Regions from separate parts of the Mus musculus genome. Here all the other regions are linked to region 1. Evidence: chromatin contacts called from public promoter capture Hi-C data. All regions are on one chromosome and are shown on one strand. The core of a region is the stretch at or near the end of the contact, and the rest is flanking DNA. Distances in the headings are between cores, read along the strand shown.

Region 1 (3,944 bases), core at 699-3,198:
TTTGGAGTGCTGGGATAGGGCGGGGCCTGCTCTTACCAAGTCACTTCCCTCTCTCTCCATGGGATGTTGTGAATACATTTTCAGTGAGCCTTGCCCTTTAACTGTTTAAAGTCATTAAATAAATTTAAAAACCTCTCACCAAACTGCACTACCACAATTATCTGGCAAACAGAAGCCTCAGCTTTAGCCCCTGTGGCTGATTTATGTTAGACGAATTATAAATCTGTCTAACCAATTTGCCGTTTCCTTACTTAAGGATCTAAAGCACTGACTCTAATTCTTCCCTGTGTTAATGAGCAATCTGATAAAACTGAATGGAAAACTTTATATAATATTTAGGAAAAATCCATCATTATTAACCTTCCCTCCAGAAGAAATCTTGCTGTAAGCACATTTTGCACCTTGTTAGGATCTTCAGGGTTTGTAATGAGCAAGTCTGTTTTTGGGCCAACGTGCGTCCATGTCCCCAGGTTCAGTATAATGTGATTTTAAGTGGCCCTGTCATTAACCTTTGAAAAATGGAAGAAGTCGTAGAAAAATTAACTGAGAAAAATCTGTGCTATAGCAACCGCTGTTAGCAAAATCTGATTTCCTGCTGATAAAGTCTAGAAATTTTTTTTTTCAAGTTTTGGTTGTAGAAGGTGGGGGCGGGGGGGGGGGAGGTAGTGTGGACTCCACCACTTCTTCATTTCTCTGCTAACAAATATCGTGAACTGTTTGTAAGCGTGGTGCTTCCTGTACAGAGGGTGGTTCAGCCTCTCAGCCTCGCTCCTCTCCCCGTCCAGGTGGAGCCTATGAAGTGAAGCAGCATCGTTTCTTCCGCTCCTTAGACTGGAACAGTTTGCTGAGACAGAAGGCGGAATTTATTCCCCAACTGGAATCGGAGGATGACACAAGTTATTTTGATAGTACGTGCATTATCTGACATCCTTTGGCCTTTCCTAGATTTAAAAAAAGAAAAACAAAAACAAAACCATAGTTCATCTCCAACTTCACACTTTCCAACTTCGTACCTACAAATTCTAGAAAGCTCCCTGTTGTTCTGCTCCAGGTCCTCAGAGGGTAGTTGTCACTGTTAAATACAGAAGCTCTCTGAGTAACCCAGACTGTTCCCAACCCTTCCTCCGCAGCTCGGTCAGAGAAGTATCATCACATGGAGACGGAGGAGGAGGACGATACAAACGATGAGGACTTCACCGTGGAGATAAGGCAGTTTTCTTCCTGTTCACACAGGTTTTCAAAAGTAAGTGGGACGGGGCATCAGCATGCAAAACCTTGGTATCCACCTCAGTTGGACTAGACTGTAAAAGCACCTGCGCTTTGTGGGGTGTGAGTTCTCCAGCACTCAAAACTCCCAGTTAGTTGGGGAAATGGTCTCATATACTTAATAAGCAGCCGTTTTCCACCCTAAAGACATGGCTCCAACTTTGGGAGTTGATTGTTGCTTTGAGGCAAAGATGCCAACGCTTTGTTGTCTTTCATGAGAGTTGTCATGTGGTGAACTTGCCTACCTGCCCCCTAAGGTCTAGCTGAGAGCTAGTCTGTGGAGGCTTTTGTCAATGAGGAAGGGCATAGGCGTCACTGTGTGCAGAGATCCCCCTTATTGTGACACAGTATAACACAGGAATGATACTCAGTTCTTTGCATGAGCCAGGGTTCTTGGGGGACACTTGACTTTGAGATAAGCAAATATTTTGATCGGTAATAGAGATTATAACTGATATCGAAAAGGCAGTGGGAAGACAACGATAGAAGTTTAGAAATGGTAGAAGAAAATAAGATTGATTGAGAGAGATCCCTTTTTATAAACTCAGGTAAGATTTTAAAACAGACAAACAAACAACCTGATTTTTTTGGTAGGTTGGGAACCCAGGGATAATGGAAATAAACCCAGAGGGCACCCTACCTCCTTTCTGCTAGTCTCAGTTGCTACATCTTTGTGGTTGCCATGGCATTTTGCATGATTCTTCCTTAGGAATTCTATAACAATTGGTGATTTTAAAGCACTCTGTATGTTTTCCTGAATGATTACCCAAAATGCATCTGCAGATCAGCCAGTGCTGCCCCTGTCTGTTTATAGGACCAACATGGGGGCAGGGATTTCCCTGGAGACTTACAGCATGTGTGTCCTGAAGCAAGTTTAACTGACATCGGATGGGTCCTCAGAACACAACCCATCCTTTGCTCTCTCTCAGAACTCCTCCTACACAGTTTGCTTCTTTACTTTGGAAAGCGTTTTATTTTCCCCGGCCTCCTGTTCTTTAGCCTCATCTTCTTCTAACTCTAGAGAGACTGTGGCGATTCAGAAGTGGGCTAAAAAGAGGCCTCTTTGCCTAAGCTATAGTCTCCTGCAACTGCAACTGCAGCTGCAGCTGCCTGATTTGTAAGCCAAAGGTATCTGGTTAGCTCCCTCTTCCCCAGAACCCGCCCCACTCTAAGTTCTGAAACACACCATCCCTTCCTCTACCCGCACGCAACCTCAACTCCTGACTGGCGGCCATTAAACACCTTTTCTTTTCTGTATCATTTTCTCTATCTGGTTACTTTTTGAGCCCCGAGCCAGTCTGAGATGTACATTGCTCCGAAACCATGAAACCTGAGTGCATCTACGATTCTTCTTTGTAGATACAGAGTCCTTGAGGTTTGGTGAAAGGAGAGGGTCAGTCCAGCCCCCCCACTCGAAAAGAATGTGTCTTCATACCTTAACCCTTCTCTCTTGTGGCGTGCACACAACCTTGTTAGCATTTTCCACAACATGGCCCTAGTTTCCAATTTTTTTTGTTCGGTTTGGTTTTTTAGAGACAGGGTTTCTCTGTGTAGCTCTGGCTGTCCTGAAACTCACTCTGTAGACCAAGCTGGTTTAGAACTCAGAGATCTGCCGCTCTTTGCCTCCCAAGTTCTGAGATGAAAGGTGTGCACCACCATGTGTGGGTCTGCCAGTTCCTGATTTTACTTCAATATTCGGGGTTTTGGTTTTTTAATTTTTTTCCCTAAGACTTCTGACAAGCTCTTTTTAGATGTAGTTCATAAACAATGGTTATTCGCCCCGCAGGTTTTCAGCAGTATAGATCGCATAACTCAAAATTCAGGAGAAGACAAAGATGACTCTGAGGACAAGACCAAAAGCACAACGTTGCCATCCACAGAGACACTCAGCTGGAGTTCCGAATACTCTGAAATGTACGTGAGAAGCTCCCCAGGGCCCTCGTAAACAGTGTGTGCTGGGGCAGTGCATCTGAGACCCACGCCCAGAGTTTCCACTCCAGTAGATCTCAGATTGCCCCAACAGCATAGATGTCCTTCCATGCCCCCTGCTTGTGCTGACACTGGGTACCATATCATAAGAACAATTGCTCCAGACATCCATTGGTTAGGATTATCCAGCTTCCCTTTTAGCCTGGTTTCCTCAACCCTTAATGGTTTCCTGGAGGTGGAGGTGTGACTTGCTCTTGTTTTTTAATTAAGGCAACAGTTATCGACCTCCAACTCTTCAGATACTGAAAGCAACAGGTGCAAACTCAGCTCTGGCTTGCTCCCCAAGCTGGCTATTTCGACAGATGGGGAACAAGATGAGGCTGTCCCTTGCTCTGGAGACCCCAGAGAGGAGCCAGAGAAACCTGTCCCTCCCTCTGAGGAGTGTACTCAGGAGGAGCCCGAGGTCACCACCCCAGCCAGCACCATCAGCAGTTCCACACTGTCAGGTAAGTGTGGCTTTACTTGTTCTGCTCGGGCACCATACTGTCAAGTGGCTCTACAGACTCCAAGAGTCCCAGGCTTTACCCGACAGCTGTTGCTAGACTTCTTCTGTGGTCCCACTTCTTTAGGGAAAAACTCCTAAGAACTCGGGTTAGCTGTCTCAGCTACATCCTCAGTGCTGAGCCTTACAGCAGACTGGCCTGGCTTCAGTTGGACCTTGGGGTCCCTTCACACTGCCCGCTTCAGTC
Region 2 (3,944 bases), core at 1,055-3,554, 1.9 Mb after region 1:
ACTATCTCCCAGACTTTCCCCTCTCTCTGTCAAATGTCCCACCTTCTAATCCTGCTTCAGCTCATTGGCCATCAGCTCTTTATTGACAGGTGATGCCTCCACACAGTGCACGAGAGATTATCCCTAAAGAGTAACAATACAGCTACTCCAGTGACCAGCAGCCATGGTTCCTTCGAGGAAGGTAAAGTCCAAGTTAGGACAACAGAACTCCTCCAGCAGTTGCCTCCCAAGCTACCAGATAAAAGTCCCCACAAACAAAGCCAAGACCACTCCTTGCCTACAAAGTCTCGGGGTTCATGGCCTAGAGCTTGCTAGCCCACATGATGGTAATCCACCAAAGGGTCCTTTGGCTGGCCCCATTTGCTCCAACACTCTACCCATGTCCACCCAATACACCGTGTCCACTGATATGACGATCATCTCACAGGCTCTCACATAGTTGTCCTCAGGACGTAGGCTGACATCTAGACCCTCTAGCATAGCCCTTGCCTTCTGAGGCTGGGATTACAAGAAGACCCGAGTCTTGAAAAGAAAGATTCCTGGATTTAACTTCCCTCAACCCACAACGACTGGCAGTTCCCACCCACTGACGCCCACATGCCTGTTCTCGCTCACCCATAGGGTTGCCAAGGCCTGAAGAAGGCGGCACTGGCAGAAATCATAATTATGGATTTCATAGCATACTTCAGCTTCTTGAGAACACGTTCTCCCTTATCATATGCAAATCTATTGTTTGACTTTGAAACATCCCACTAACTCTCAAACACGCTGTTGGAAAGTCATCAGCCACAAAAAAAAAAAAAAAAAAAAAGTAAGAAAATCTCCCGTCTGAATTATACACGTGGCCTTGGGATTCAGGAAAGGATATCTTGGGGTTTTAGTAAGACTGGAAGATTCAAAACATATCATGAAGAGGGACAGTGAGGTCATCAAACACAGTTCAGTCAGCAAGGACCAGACTGTGACAAGACAAGCTTGGCAGAGAAGCTTGGAGCAGCAAAAAAAGGAGAGATGCAAAGATGGTCCCAACCATCCTGAGCTCTCTCTTCCACGAGAGGAAATTCGTAGACCTTCATCACTGTTGATCTAGACAAAAAGACAGAGTCGAGCTGACTGTGTGAATACTGTAACAGATGTGTGCTTCTGGACACTGTAGGGAAGGCAGGTGTTGTTTGGAGGGATGGCTTTCTCCTTGAAAGATAAAGAAACCAAAGGACTAAGCAATCATCTAAGACATTTTTATAACTTGTTACTACGAATCAAATATTTACAGACAAACTATTGCCATGGTATTCTTGGATCAGGTATATGCTGACCAAGCAAGGGCAGTGGAGAGGGAAGAGGAGAGGAGAGCCAAGCCACCCAGGTTATCTGTCTGGCTGCTTGCACTGGTCCAGTGTGTCTAAGAATCCCACAAACCTATCCATCCCCTCTGCTGTGTTCACCTGACCTTTCTTCTATTTCTTTTTCCCTTTCTCCATTACCCCAAGGAAATAATCTAACCACTCCAGCTTCCTTTGCATGCAAAATGTAACTGTTCCTTTTACTTCTTTCAGATAAAGGCAGGCTCTGGGAGGGAGAAGGAAAAAAAAAAAAAAAGAGCTCCCGGCTTCTTCAAATTAGCTCTGAAATAAAAGTCACTGCCAGATGTTATATAAAAGGTGACGTAATCCTAAACTACTTCATTACATATGCAGCTCGGCTCTCCAGCCCAGGGGGAGTTTATTACATTTTGTCGATTCCATTTTCTATACCCACATCATTTTTACATAATTTTTCCTGCCTGACAGGCAGCTTCACATTTTCACAGCAACCCATCAAGATAGCGTTACAAGAGCGCAGGGAACCAGGTTAGCAGTTTACAAATAACGGCGCTAACGAGTCAGATTTGTCCCCGAGATACAAATCAGGGGTAAATGGTCCATCCATGCGTGAGAGAAGCACATCTATTTTAGAATAATAGAGAGGAAACAGAGCACTTTTCAGCCGGCACTGTATTCTTTCAGAGCGTGTACTAAATCTATCGCAAAAGTAGGGAAATAGAGATGTGCCCATCTAAAGTTCTTCTTGCCTTTCCCTTCGATGTCCTAATAAATTCCTGGCTCGAAACGAAATAGATAGCCATAGAACATGCACTAAGATCAAAGTTACTGCCTTTTCATATTCGCACAAAATTTAGAAGAGGACACGCCATTTGTGCCAGTGAAATATCTAACTACTGAGATGCTTCAAGTGCAAACATTGCGAGACACTTCCTCCCACTCTCCAAGTGCTAAGAAGCATCCTTCGCCCCCTCCTTCCTCGGCTCTCGCGGCTGCACTGCCCTCTAATGGCGAATTGTGGCAGTGCAGGCTGAGCCCTCGCTCCTTGAGAACTAAGGATTGGAGAGGCATTTGCAGGAAGTTCTTAGTTCTGGTGAATTTACTAATTCCTCGAGGAATAAGAAGGTTCCTGGGACTCCCACTCCCAAGAGGTGGTGCTTACCTGAGCCAGCGAGGTAACTTAAGGGGTAAATACACTTGCCACCAAGGCTAGTGACGTGAGTTCCATCCCTTGGACTCACATAGTAAAAGGAGAAAATCAACTCCTACAAGTTGTCCTCTGACCCCCACATTTGGGCTGTGATGCATGCCCTTTACAGACTCACGATCGATAAATAAGATGTAATATGTTTTTCTAAAAGATTGATCTTTCCAAAGTTTCATCTCTCTAGGTTTCAGTTTTGAAGAAAAATTTGGTAAAATGAACCTTATTGTTTTTCCAGTTTGTGCAAACAAAATAATGGACACTTTTATCCTTTTATAAGAGTAGGATGTGAATGTGGCATAAGGGGAGATAGGAAAGTTGTAGGAACCGACTGTACTCAACCCTTCCTCAGGCCTAGGGAACAGAGAAATTAACAATCACCCCCCCCCCAAATAAAATGTGTCTAAGCTCAAACTTTGTCTCCAAAATCAACATATTCCTATTCCTATAAATGATTTCATATATCAATAATTCTTTTCTTTTTTTCTTTATTTTAGCTTTGTGTAACAATGTTTTTTTATTTTATATGTATGGATATTTTGCTTGCATGCATGTCTGTAGTGGCTATTCCTGGTTGTCAACTTGACTATATTTGGAATGAACTACAATCCAGAATTGGAAGGCTCACCAGTGACCCTTATCTGAAGGCTGGGAGATAGAAGTTTCTGGTCTGGATCTTGGTATGGAGATCTTGAGGCATAGTGGCTATGGATTCCAGAAGATTAAGACAGGGAGATCTCCGAGTTCAAGGTCTTCTGGGATTAAAGATGTGGTGGCACACACCTTTAATCTGAGCTACACCTTCTACTGGAGACCATATAAGGACATTGAAAGAAGGGAGTCTCACTCTCATTCTTTCGCCTGCTTGTCGTGTGGGACTGAGTAACTGCTAGATCCTTGCACTTCCATTCACAGCTACTACTGAACCATTGTTGGGAATCGGACTGCAGACTGTAAGTCATCAGTAAATTCCTTTACTATATAGAGACTCTCCATAAGCTCTGTGACTCTAGAGAACCCTGACTAGACAATGTCTGTGCACCATTTGTGTGCCTGGTGATAGCAGAGACCAGAAAAGGGTGTGGTATCTCCTAGAAGTGAAACTGTAAATGTTTGTGAACCACTATGTGGGTGCTGGGAATCAAACCTGAGTCCTCTAGAATAGCAACCAATGCGCTGAACGACTGAGCCATCATCTCTCCAGTCCCTTATTTTAGCATCTTAATTATATGTAAGGGGGGAGGTGTTTGTAAACATGGTTTCCTGAGGAGGCCAGAACACATTAGATCCTCGGGAGCTGGTGTTAGGTTGTGACCTACCTCACATAAGTTCAGGAACTTAACTCTGGTCCTCTGCAAGAGCAGTATGCACTCTTAACTGCTGAGCCATCTCTCAGTGAGTCCTGAGAATTCTTTTTA
Region 3 (3,944 bases), core at 990-3,489, 1.8 Mb after region 1:
ACCTTTACCAGCACACCTAAAATAATACCTGGTTTCTGGGTAGCCAGTCAAGTTACCACATCAGATTTACTATCACCCATATTCTGATTTCTTTCTGTTTCCCATAATAAATTGCTTGAACTATAATGTTCATCTCATTTCTAGGGAAAATGACTTAAAATCACTTACTGTATGTCAAGAATATTAAACACCAATATCCAACATTTTCCATCAGATAAAGCAGAATGACATAATGGGAACCAATCTGCTATAACAATTAATAGAGTGTGAGATGAGACATACCTTAAAAGACATGTGTATGTATACACATACAAACTATCCTGGGTAAACTTAGCCTAGCTACATCTCTCAGGCTCACTTTCCTCGTCCCTGGAATGAGGGTTCTTAGATTTGCTATAAAGGATTAAAATGGCCTCTCCATGAGTGTTTTGGAATAACACGAACTATGTTCATATGTCAGCATCTAGAACAGAGTAAAAGCTCATGAAGATTGTCCAGTAGCGTTCATATGTCATATGTCATATGTCAATGTGAACCTGTCCCTCTTGAAATATAGTCCTCTTGGAAACAGCCACAAGCCCTCATTGGGTCCTGGTGGATTATTGTGGTCCCTGTCTCTTGGCACTTAGGTTATCACACCTTTAGTCACATAAAACACCTAAGACCTGTCACAAAACACTAGTGAATGCCACAGAGTATACCAAAGGCCAGACCAGAATGGGAGGCAGAGAAGTAGACTAGGAAGATAAAGAAAGTGGGGAAGGGTTCACAACAGAATAGAGCTAACAAATTTTTTTATAATTAGTTCTTTTATTCTTTCAGGTTATCATATAATTATATTATTCTCTCCCTCCCTTTCCTCCTTTTCAACTCTCCCATATGCCTCTCCTTGCTCTTTCAAATTCATAGACTCCTTTTTTATTAATTGTTTAAAATTCATATATACATATTCATAAGTACATAAATACAACCTGCTCAGTCCATACAATATTACTTAGACTATGTTTTCAGGGATGACTACTTGATATTGGATAACTAACTTCTCTTCGCAACAGAGACCATCACCGAAAACCACAGCCAATAAAAATTCAGAGTGTGGAGAGCTATCCTAACAGTACAAGCCCCCCACACACGGCCCACAGAATACTATGAGAGCAGAAGTGGGAAGACTGTGAAGGCCACAGGAACAGGGGGTTTGCTGTGACAGTACGTCTCCTGGGAATGTGAAAACGATACCCATAGAGTCTTCATGACTCCGTGACTGTCCATGTACACAAGATCTAAACAAGGTCGACAACAACAGACACACTAACATGAATGAGGAAAGCCCATGAGGCTTTGACCTACACCAAGAACTACAGAATGCTGAGAGCAAGAGAAATAGGCTTCCCCAGAGGAGAGCACTGTCAATTTTACTAACTTAAGGACCACAGCCATTTTTAAATGTCCTATAGCTACCTGCACTGTGTTAGCAACCTTGTAAGAAGTAAAATGTCTATATGGGCCCTTACATAATCGTAAGGGGTGCAGACCACTGTGGTAGGAAGGCGTGGCAGCGCCAGCATGAGGTCACACTGTGTGTGCATTCAGAAGGCAGACGGGATGTGTGCTCATTCTCAGCCTGTTTGCTCCTTTTGCTATATCCCTCCATTTCAGGAAGACAATCCATGAGCTAGTGCGGCCCACATTCAGGGGATGCCTTTCCTCCTTTGCCGAACCTTTCTGGAAACACCCTCACAGACACACCCCAGGGATGTGTCTCCTAGGTGATGCTAAGGCCAGTCAAGTAGATAATAAAGATGAATTATCAAAAGTTCATTGCCCCCTATCCCCTGCTGCCTGGGTCCCCCTGCCTCTTTTCACTCTAGTCTTCTTCCACCAGATCACTTACCCCCAATTTCTGCTCCTAGATTGTTCTCAGCCATATCCAAGGCATTAACCAGGAAGGGGCCATTCCCTTTCAAGTAGCTTCCCCCTCCTTAACAAGGAGTTTTACCTAAAGCAATGCAAATTTTTGTTGTTGGTGGTGTTTTTGCCTACAACATAAACATAAATCCAAATGAGGATAAATTTTTGCCTTCGTTTGCATGAAAAGATGTGGTAGAAGTCAGATTACTTGCCCAGGTTAGAGAGTAGAGATGGAATTTGAACCCAGGCTTGCTCAATTCCACAGCCAGGACTTTCAAATGCTGTACTCCCCCAAAACCACCCAGAAAGACCATTTGGCAACATGTAAGTGTGTGGCAACAGTCTGTGCCATAACCTCAGCCAGCTGGTCCCTCAGAGCATTGCCAATGCTTTCAAGGGATGTGGGCAAAATAGCATGAATTATTCAGCACAAATCACCAGTCCCATTACAGAAACAAATGCAATAAGCATAAGACATCATCTTCTCTGAAAGGGGACTTTCATGCTCATGGGAGAGACCATATTCTTTTGATTTCATTTCTTCACACAAGTTGTTTCTACATTATAGAATGTAATGACTCTGTGAATAATGGGATATGGGCTCAGTGAGTATTTAATAATTAACCAAATGAACGGCAGTGTTTTGTTTCAGTTGTGTGCAGCAGATGGTGGGAGTGGGAGGTGTAGAGGCCACAGAATGGGGAGATATTTGTTGAAGAGGATTTTCATCTCAATTCCAGTTGAGCCCAAAGAAGGTGAATGTGGCCTTCGCAACTAAATAACTGTCCCACGGATCCAAGCCCAGGCCTAGTTTACCACTCTTCTATGAAGGCTAATTTATTCAAAAGGACTATGTGTTTAGTTTTGCCAAATTTGTGTTTTGTTTTCAAAGAAATCCCTTATTCATTGAATCGTTTTGGACCCTAACAAAAAAAAAAAAAAAAAAGAAAGGAATTTTCAAAGGACAACCAGTCAAGCCTCCATAACTCTAACAACCAGCTATGGAGACTTCAAGAAAGAAACCCTCCTACCTGGATGAAAGAAGTTCAGGAACCAATGAGGTGTCTCAGCTGATGGAGGTCTTTACCACACATCCTGACAACTGCATTTGAGCTCTGGTTCCTATAGTAGGAGGACAGAATTGACTCCCTAGGGTTATCACCTACCCTCTACATAGACTGCAGAGATCAGCAAACACCTGCGTTCACATGTACACACTGTACACATAATACTAGCAATAATAAACAACTATATTTGTAATTATTAATTAATTAAAATTGAGGTAAAAAGGATCAGGGGCTGGAGAGATGGCTCAGAAGCTCAAAGCACATACTGCTCTTGCAGAGGACCCAAGTCTAGTTCCCAGCACCCACATCAAGTGGCTCACAACCACCTATAACTCCAGTTCCACAGGAATCTAGAGCCTCTAACTTCCATGGGCACCTGAGCTCATAGGTACATATCCACACAGAGACATACACACGCAAAATTAAAAATGAAAAATCAGATTGGCCATCAGTCTTTATATCGCTACTGTTCTCTGTATAATCAGCATGACAATTAATATGTTTGGTATTCACTATTCAAATAATCACAATTCTGGAAACATTTACAAAATGTTTATTGGCAAAATTTCAAATCTTGAGACAACCTCCCCCCCCCAAATAAAAATTTATAAAGAAGAAGAAGAGGAGGAAGAAGAGGAGGAGAAGGAGGAGAGAAGCATTTTACCAGATTGTCAAAGATGATGCCCTTGATAGCTCAGCCCTAAAGAAGACATTTATGGTACCTCCTCTAAGGCTCAGAGAACATTGTAGAAGAGGGGCAATGAGTATGTAAGAGCCTGGAGATATAATAAAGGGCTGTGAAACACCATCCTCTAAATCCAATACAACCACTGTTGCTAAGTCCTAACAACTGAGGTCACCTATACAGGGTCAAGACTGGCCCCATCAATAATCAGTCATGGAAAGAGAGGGGTTCATGGAACCAGACCCTCACTCCTGAACAATTAGCTGCTGATGGAGTGTGGGAGA
Region 4 (3,944 bases), core at 510-3,009, 1.3 Mb after region 1:
TCCCTCAACAAGAAACTTAGTGCTGAATGGAGAGCTATGATAGAAAAGTGGTGGCTTTACCCAAGGGACAAATCTTAAGAAAATTTCCTTTTATCATCTTAGAGCCAATCAGTGTGCTATGATTAAATGATATCATGTATAAAGTAGAGGCTAATATACAAAACCTGAGCTCAAAGAGTTCCTCAGATGAAAGCATTCATGTAAAGAAAAATAAGCTGAGATAACAGATTATGCAGCTCTTTCATGAAACTCTGTCTCCTTCCTTTCTGTCTCTTAATATTTTTAACTAAAACATAAATACATCATTTTCACTCTTCCAACTCTTCTCTCATGGCCTTTCCCTTGATCCCTCTCAGGTTCACAGCTTCTTTTTAATTGTCTTACACACACACACACACACACACACACACACACACACACACACACATGTTTATACATATATTTAAATACAACCTGCTACATCTGCTCACTGTTGCCCACAAATACATGATTCCAGGATTGACCATTTGGTATTGAATAACCAATTAGGGGTTCCTCCCTGGAGAAGACTAATTCTCTAGATCTCAGAATTCTTCAGTCACTTGTAGCTCTTTGTATAATGGGGCCTCAGGAGATCCCCCCCTGCCACATTAGCACATCTGTTTCTGTTGTCCTTGTTTAGATTGGTGTTTGGGAGGCAGGCCACATCCCCAAACCCCATGCTTTTCATTTGTAATTTAAAGGCCATGGGGGTTCTAGTCCTGAGTCACAGGACTCTGAATAAAGACAAGAGGGATCACTCAATGAGATATTCTGAGAGGGGATTCCAGGCAGAGGCAGGCTCTTCCACCAGGGAGCATGGAGAGGTGACAGATGGCGGATTTTTGCCTTTCAACACATACCCGTAACCTCATGCACTGTCTGGGTTTATTTTCAATCCCATACACAAGGGCTTATTGTTTATAGTTAGCTGTCCTCCGAACTCATTTCCAGGAAAAGCTTTTCTGTGTGTGTGTGTCACCTCCAATCACTTCCCAGGTTGCATAGTGACCATGAGGACACCAGGACCCAGGGCCAAGTATCCAGAACTAGCAGTTTGTTGCTGGGGAAGGGTGCGTGACATTTTCCTGTGTGTTTTTCTATTTATTTTAGTGCCTAGTGTCGTCTTAGAAGCGTCTTAATGTATGACTTAGAATTTGCAGCCTGTCTTCTGTTTTCTCACCTGGAATGAAAACACACCTTTTGCCAAGTCATTTCTACTTGGTGGGAAAAAAAAAAGATGGAAGAAAAAAAATGTTGTCTGGCAGGTCAGATTTCTGTCTCAAGGTGGGAAAACTCTATAATTTATATGTAAAAAGTAAACCTCTCTCAGCCTATGGGCTGCGAAACACTCAGTGGCTGATTCTAATTTTACCCCCAGTCCCGTGCTCATTTTCTCAAATGACTCTTGCCTTTCTTCTCTATATTTTTAAACCTAGAGAATCAAGCTCTCTGGTCTCACATGGGACCATGGGGTTGCACTGGGCTCTTGCAGAAGATTCAGGGACTGTGGTGACATGAATTTGAGCATAAAATTTAGCCATGCAGCTCCACCTGAAATATGAAGCAAAGAAAAGATCTTAGATTCATGAACTTCAATTTACTCTAAGGGAAAACTTGATGAGAGTTGGAGCTTGGTCTCAAAATAGCCTGGACAATTTTAGTTTCCCGACAGCATTCGGTGGCAAGCCTGCTAGAGAACACCATCTTGAACGCTCTCATTTGCATGCCGCACATAGCACATCCTCTCGGCACAACCAGAGCTTCCTAAGCCTCAGTCACCAAACTGCACCTGGCACAGAGCACAGTGCCCAGGAGGGAGAGCATTAGTTGGCCTTCTACCTCATGGTTTCTGTATTTCTGTCTTTTTAAATAGCCAGAGAGGTATTGGAGTGAAGTGGTTAGGGCCATAGGTTTTGGAGTTAGGACTCTATTCTGCCATGTGCTGGATACATGATCAGGGCAAGTTCCTTAACTTCTCTGTATGGCAGCCTTCTAAGAGACAAAGTATAACAGGACTGAGCACAGAACCTGCACACTGGGGGGAGGGGGCTCAGAACCCTCCCCTTCCTGCCTTTCCTTTCATTTAGTATAAACAAAGATGACACACACGGTATGTCAGCACATATGGAGTTCTCATGGGGTTGTCAGTTTGTCTTCATCACCAGGGTTCTGATGATGCAGATCTTAAAGTATTATTTGTTACCATTATTGTTTATAAAGTGGCACTTGAATGTTTCTTTGACGGGGGACAATCCTGGTGTGACAGACCTCTGAGAAACATTCAGCAAGCATAAAGCAAGTGTTTCCCTTGCCAAAGCTTCTGTGGAAGAGATTGAACAGGATAACCCCTGGCTTGTTAAGATCTTGGTGCCTGGCTACTATTGGCAACACCAAAGAACAGTGTTGTCTTGCAAGCACACATTTGTAGTGGGATTCAGAGGAGTTGAAGAACAAAGAAATTCAGACTCCTTCCATTATTATTATTATTGGGATATCTCTGAAACATTAAAATACTTTTTGCTTTATTACTTTAACAGAAAAGGACACTGAAGTGGGAACCCAGGAAGAAAACCATCAGGTATTGAGTGATTCAAATTCAACAGGAGAGTCAAGGTTGTCCGAGGGGAGCTGTCTGACCCTGATGCTCCCCTCTCCTCACTCAGTCTCCTCACACCTGGCCTTGCCTGGTGAAAATGACTTAATATGTGGGAAAGAAAACTTGCCTTGCTGTGGCCCTGCTGCTAAGGCACCGAGCCTCCATGCTGGGTGGAACAGGCTACTCTGGGGACAAGCAGCTGGCCTTCCAGCCATCTCTGGCTCAAGCACCTGTGGCCCAGGCAGCCTCTCTGCTTGTATCACATTGACAGAATTTCTGATTCTATCATAGACACAGCAAGAACAGTTATCTCTGCCATGAGGGAATGTGGGCTAAGATTTTCAGACTTTTCATAAGCAACAGTCAGGAACCAAGGTACAAACTTCTCAGGGAGAACAAAGGAATGGGATTATTATAAATTGGGCATTCAAAGCCATGTGGCATCATTCTACCTTCCAAACCAACAAAGTAGGGCACATTGGCTATGCCCACATGCATCTGAGTTGGCTCCTAACAGCTGTTTCTGAGTCTATCTGTAACTCCTCAAAGAACTTGTAAAAACTGAAGTAGCTGGCACTTCTGTCAGATGAGACCCATGACCCTCCTGTCTTCCAGACACCGAGTAAGGGAATATACTGAAGTAGGAGTTAGAGCCACAAGTCGTTGAGCTTATCTTTCAACTTAAACAATAATTTTTAATTTTGACACCTGTTTCTACATCTTCCCTCCTACTGGTTAGACCTTTGCCCAGTTTCAAATAATTATTAACACCTGGATTTAGTTCCAGGTTCCTGTTCTTGAAAGGTATAGGTGAAGTTACAACTGGTTCTGCACCTCAGCATTCATAAGGGACGGGTTTCATTGCTGTTAGGAGACACCATAACCAAGGCAACTCTTAGAAATGGGAGCATTTAGCTGGAGCTGGCTTACAGGTTCAGAGGTTCTGTCCATTATCGTGGTGGGAAGTGTGGCAGCGTGTAAGCAGACATGATGCTTGCGGAGCTGAGAGTTCTACATCTTGATCCAAAGTCAGCCAAGAGGAGGCTCTCTTCAGAATTGGGAGGAGCCTGAGCACTAAGAGACCTCAGAGCCTGCCTACACAGTGACATACTGCCTCCAACAAGGCCACACATTCTAACAGCGCCACTTCACATGAGCCAAGCACCACAGGTGCCTTATTAGATACCTGGTAGATACTTGTGATGGTATTAGGAACAAACAGTGAACTCTTTCTTGAGGCTCTGTTTCATGCAGACTCAAAGGTAGCATCTAGATTGGTTGTACTGTATATGGTTCAGTTTTAAGTCAAGAGTTTGAAGGGGGGATC
Region 5 (3,944 bases), core at 895-3,394, 1.0 Mb after region 1:
ATTCCGAGCTGAAGAGATGAGGACGGGGTAAGATGGACAGGGAGTTATTAAAGAAACTAAATGTGTACTAGACGTAGCCAGCAAAAAAAGGAGAATGGTCAGTGTTAAAAATAAGATCTGTACTGAGCAGGATACAAGAAGAAAGAGTTTGTCGAATCCAGAGAAAAAGTCTGAATGGAAAGGAGCCGGGGGAGAGTCAGAGACGTGGTGAAAACTTCAGGTGTCTGTGAACAGGGACTCATTTCAAGTGACACTTGGTGACATGGCTGAAGCAGCTTCAGAAAGAACTGTGTGTGTAGACCTGAACCCGCTCTCCGCCGTTCCCACGTGATGTCACCGTAAAGCCACCTCTAGATATGTTTTAGGAAAAAAAATAGATTATAAGAATAATATTAGAGTTCTTTGCCAAAATAAGTAACAAGGTGTTTGTTACCAAGCAACAAAGTTGCCTTCCATCTTTAGCAGTCTGTGTGGGAAGCTGGTGAGCTTCAACCCAGGTTTGAGAAGAAATGATGGGGACTAGGGTGATGAGCTGACTCCTTATACTTTCTACTGGCTGCATTTACTCAGGACAACACAGCAAACCTTTCATGTCACTCGGGGGTGGGGCTCAAAAGTTCCATTTTCATCCTTAAGTTCACAACTAGAGCATATGCTAAAAGAAATTTGAATTTAAGAACTAATTGTTACATACATACAGAGTGCATCTTCCAAAATCCTAGAGCTACCATGATATACCAAAAGTATATCAATGTGGATGGAAAATGCTTACTTGGCATAAAAAATTTAAAGATATATATCTGTGTGTACACACATAAACCTAAAGCTAGCTTTACACCTGCCTTTGCATGTTGCATATATTTCAGGTTCTCTGCTAACACCTATTTGTGTGTTAGCTACTTACTTTTCATGATAACTCTATGATAGTGACTTTATCCATACACCCGTTGTAAAGTCAAAGTGTAGTTAAATCCCCAAGTTACACAGCCAGTAGGAAAGCTGAGATTTGACCTTATAGTGCTCTCAAGCAGATATAGCATGCTAACAAGAGCTGGTAGATAATCATGTTATATCGTGTGACTCACTCACTCCTGTTCGGCCAGGGTGTGTCCCGGAGCCAAAGACAGATGACACCCCCACCCCCATCTCCCACCCCTACCCTCTTGCTTTGCAGTGACCTATGGTCTGCCAAGACAAAAGGAGCTCAACAAAATGGATGTTTCCTGTTTCAGGAAATAGACGCAAGAAAAACTAATGTATGAAGCAGACATGAGTGTCATTTTTCCTTCTATCAAAAGATCGCCAGGTCAGCAAGCTAGGAAAAAGTGATTGATTTTAAAGAGAGTTTATCCCCTCCGCATGTTGGAGCCTTGCTTTTGGTGTGTGTGTGTGTGTGTGTGTGTGCGCGTGTGTGTGTGTGTGTGCGAGCGCGTGTGTGTGTGTGTGTGTGTGTGTGTGTGTGTGTGTGTGTGTGTGTGTGTGTGAGAGAGAGAGAGAGAGAGAGAGAGAGAGAGGCCAGAGGACAAGGTCAGGTGACATTCTAGGAACTCCCTCTCCACTGAGACAGGCTCTCTCAGTGGCCAGGAAGTATGACGTTTAGGCTAGGCTGGTTGATCAGTGAGTACCGAAGCTCTGCCTCTCTCTGCCTCCCTAGGATTGGGATTACAGGTGTGAGCCACCGTGACCAGCATTTTTATGTGGGTTCTGAGGATCAAACCCATGTCTTTATCCTTAAATGGACAGCACTGTAGTGACTGAGCCTTCCACCCTCAGCCCAAACCTGTGCATTTTATGAGATTGATGAAAATATTAACTGTTAAATTAACCTCTATTTGACTTACGGTTCTCAATGTTATATATCACACATATAAGCCATATAAACTTGTTTCTATACAAATTATTATGTACTTATATGTAATATATATAAAATTGTATTTACATAAAAAGATCTGATAGTACAGCATGCATATAATGTCATAGGAAAAGCTTTGCTGGGATAATTATTCAAATATGCCTTTCTAATGGAACTACTTGATGGTTCCAGCAGGCTGTAACTTGCTACTGTAACTTGTAACAGCCTTCAAGTTAGGAGTTTTATGGACAGTTACATTGTAACTGTCACTTGTGGTCTAATCTTCCCCTTAAGGGAAGCTTGAGAAACACTGTCAGCTTTTTCGAGTAGAGGAAGTTTAAACATATTGGCGCAGAGTCTTCAAAATTGTTTAGCTTAAACTCCCATTCTTGTCAGACCACATCTTTCCAGGCCCTCTGCGGCTGGAGTCAGCTAGCTTTTGGCTCTCAGGAAGGAAAAGTTTCACCGAGTGCAACAAATGTTTACTCTTCTCTCCTTTGCCAGAGCTGGGGTCTGCTCAGCAGATCTGAGGCTTGGTTGCCGCCTGTCGTCAGTCTACAGGTTTTAGTTGTATAATTGCTTTTGGCCAATTCCAACTTAATTCTAAAACCTAGATAATACTTTTGGGTAAATAGTTTTGTTGTTTTTTGAGACAGGGTTTCTCTGGGTAGCCTTGGCTGTCCTGGAACTCACTCTGTAAACTAGGCTGACTTCAAACTCAGAGAGTTCCTCCTGCCCCTGACTCTGCCTCCTGAGTGCTGGGATTAAAGTTGTACACCACTAGCTATCATATTCATATATATATATGTATATATATATATATATACATATATAATTTACATTATATATTACATATTATAAGTATACTTATATATAATATATATTATATATACATATTTTTTACTGGGAAACCAATCTTTCCCCTCTCCCTTTCTGCCCCCACCCCCTTTTCGCAGTTCCCACCTGGCTCCTTCCTTTCCTCTCTTTCTTCTCCCATCCTATGCTTGCAGAGTCCACTCTGAGAGGCTGGTGTCTTTCACATACCTCACAAAGGATGGGTTGGTTTCACAACCAACTTTCCCGATGATGTAGTACCAGTGTCCCGCCTCACCTCTCAGGCAGCCCTGCTTGTCCATTTGCTCTGGTTTCTACTTAGATGATATCCTGCCCCTGGATTCAGTAGTTCTTTGAGGGTCCATCTTTTATCAACATCGGAAACCGTGCTTAGTTCACATGTGCAAGTGTTGTGAATTTTACATCCTATCACTTACAATTAGTACCTTTTTGAGTTCGCTCTCACATCTCATGTGTAATTTCCTAAGAGAAGAAAGGAGGGCTAGTTGATAGTGGTTGTAAACTCTTTTGACATGAGGGTAAAAGTATTTTGTTTATAGAGGACAGAAAAGGAGTTAATATTTAGCGACTGTGCTGAAGGCGGGACAGGACCTAAGGAATGTGGCCACCTGACCCTGGACCTCCCATCTGTGCATGTGCACCTGGATAATTACACAGGTTTTCGATTTGCTAGAAAGGTTGTATTTGTGACTTTAATTTACATTTTCGTTTTTAGTTCATAATCCTAGATTCCACATTTCTCTAAGAGGAAAGGCCCTGCTCAGACACGGAAAAAAAGTCAGCTTCAATGTGGCTGTTTGGAAGTTTGCAGAAATAGGTGGAGTGTATGTGGTGGGCTGGACACCAGCTACTGCGCTCTTGTGCACCTACTAATCCTGATTGCAGGTTGAGGCTTAGGAAAAGAAACTAGACCAGGGTCAAGCACAGCTGGTGGTCATTCAGTCCTCACAGTGGTCTCACTTCTGAGTGTGTGCGTCTCAGTACCACCCTCAACCTTCAAAGAGCCAGGCTGGAGGACCAGGACCTCTTGTCGGTCATCCTCGTGCATTAAGAAACAGCAGTGTCTAAACCATAGGCTTAATAAACACAGTTTTGAATTTCTCTACTTTGCTTAACACTTCTTTTATCTCAAAGTAATTTACAAATACCACAGGTCACGTGCTAGACAGATGGATGCTGTTTGTGTCAGACTCATGTACTTGGAGCATGAATTAAATCAAAGACCCACAGGAGATCA

Evidence for each region. Promoter capture Hi-C pulls out the DNA fragments that hold promoters and counts their contacts.
Region 2: a contact with region 1 is called in a promoter capture Hi-C map of hippocampal neurons, with 4 times the contacts expected there. The contact joins the enhancer-like site here to the promoter of 1700099I09Rik in region 1. A contact is called at or near these places in 7 of 39 promoter capture datasets (the 3T3-L1 cell line, the C10 cell line, hippocampal neurons and 3 more) and 1 of 115 datasets of contacts at active chromatin or transcription factors (large pre-B cells).
Region 3: a promoter capture Hi-C map of hippocampal neurons shows a contact between it and region 1, with 4 times the contacts expected there. The contact joins the enhancer-like site here to the promoter of 1700099I09Rik in region 1. A contact is called at or near these places in 5 of 39 promoter capture datasets (the 3T3-L1 cell line, hippocampal neurons, liver and 2 more).
Region 4: a promoter capture Hi-C map of hippocampal neurons shows a contact between it and region 1, with 2.2 times the contacts expected there. The contact joins the enhancer-like site here to the promoter of 1700099I09Rik in region 1. A contact is called at or near these places in 6 of 39 promoter capture datasets (the C10 cell line, hippocampal neurons, liver and 1 more).
Region 5: a promoter capture Hi-C map of pre-B cells shows a contact between it and region 1, with 6 times the contacts expected there. The contact joins the enhancer-like site here to the promoter of 1700099I09Rik in region 1. A contact is called at or near these places in 9 of 39 promoter capture datasets (the 3T3-L1 cell line, 3T3-L1-derived adipocytes, the C10 cell line and 6 more) and 2 of 115 datasets of contacts at active chromatin or transcription factors (both in embryonic stem cells).

What each region holds. Positions count from the first base shown.
Region 1 is chr13:102,758,259-102,762,202 of GRCm38.p6, reverse strand. 1700099I09Rik (RIKEN cDNA 1700099I09 gene) reads right to left here and starts at 1,948. Exons shown (of 2, transcript NR_130318.1): 1 at 1,907-1,948; 2 at 307-941. It overlaps Mast4 (microtubule associated serine/threonine kinase family member 4), which reads left to right. Exons shown (of 29, transcript NM_175171.3): 20 at 786-908; 21 at 1,131-1,243; 22 at 3,053-3,180; 23 at 3,466-3,701.
Region 2 is chr13:100,890,726-100,894,669 of GRCm38.p6, reverse strand. No RefSeq gene overlaps it. Among named protein-coding and RNA genes, the nearest start is that of Gm41040, 29 kb to the right of the region's middle. Within about 2 kb of position 2,304, at least 55 of the 459 cell types and tissues checked have an H3K27ac peak or open chromatin away from gene starts, as enhancers often do. A contact at or near this core is called in hippocampal neurons, where this site is marked.
Region 3 is chr13:100,961,651-100,965,594 of GRCm38.p6, reverse strand. No RefSeq gene overlaps it. Among named protein-coding and RNA genes, the nearest start is that of Gm41042, 34 kb to the left of the region's middle. Within about 2 kb of position 2,239, at least 17 of the 459 cell types and tissues checked have an H3K27ac peak or open chromatin away from gene starts, as enhancers often do. A contact at or near this core is called in hippocampal neurons, where this site is marked.
Region 4 is chr13:101,488,951-101,492,894 of GRCm38.p6, reverse strand. No RefSeq gene overlaps it. Among named protein-coding and RNA genes, the nearest start is that of Gm36475, 49 kb to the left of the region's middle. Within about 2 kb of position 1,759, at least 25 of the 459 cell types and tissues checked have an H3K27ac peak or open chromatin away from gene starts, as enhancers often do. A contact at or near this core is called in hippocampal neurons, where this site is marked.
Region 5 is chr13:101,741,076-101,745,019 of GRCm38.p6, reverse strand. All of the region lies in intron 2 of Pik3r1 (phosphoinositide-3-kinase regulatory subunit 1), which reads left to right. Among named protein-coding and RNA genes, the nearest start is that of Pik3r1, 25 kb to the left of the region's middle. Within about 2 kb of position 2,144, at least 46 of the 459 cell types and tissues checked have an H3K27ac peak or open chromatin away from gene starts, as enhancers often do. A contact at or near this core is called in hematopoietic stem and progenitor cells and pre-B cells, where this site is marked.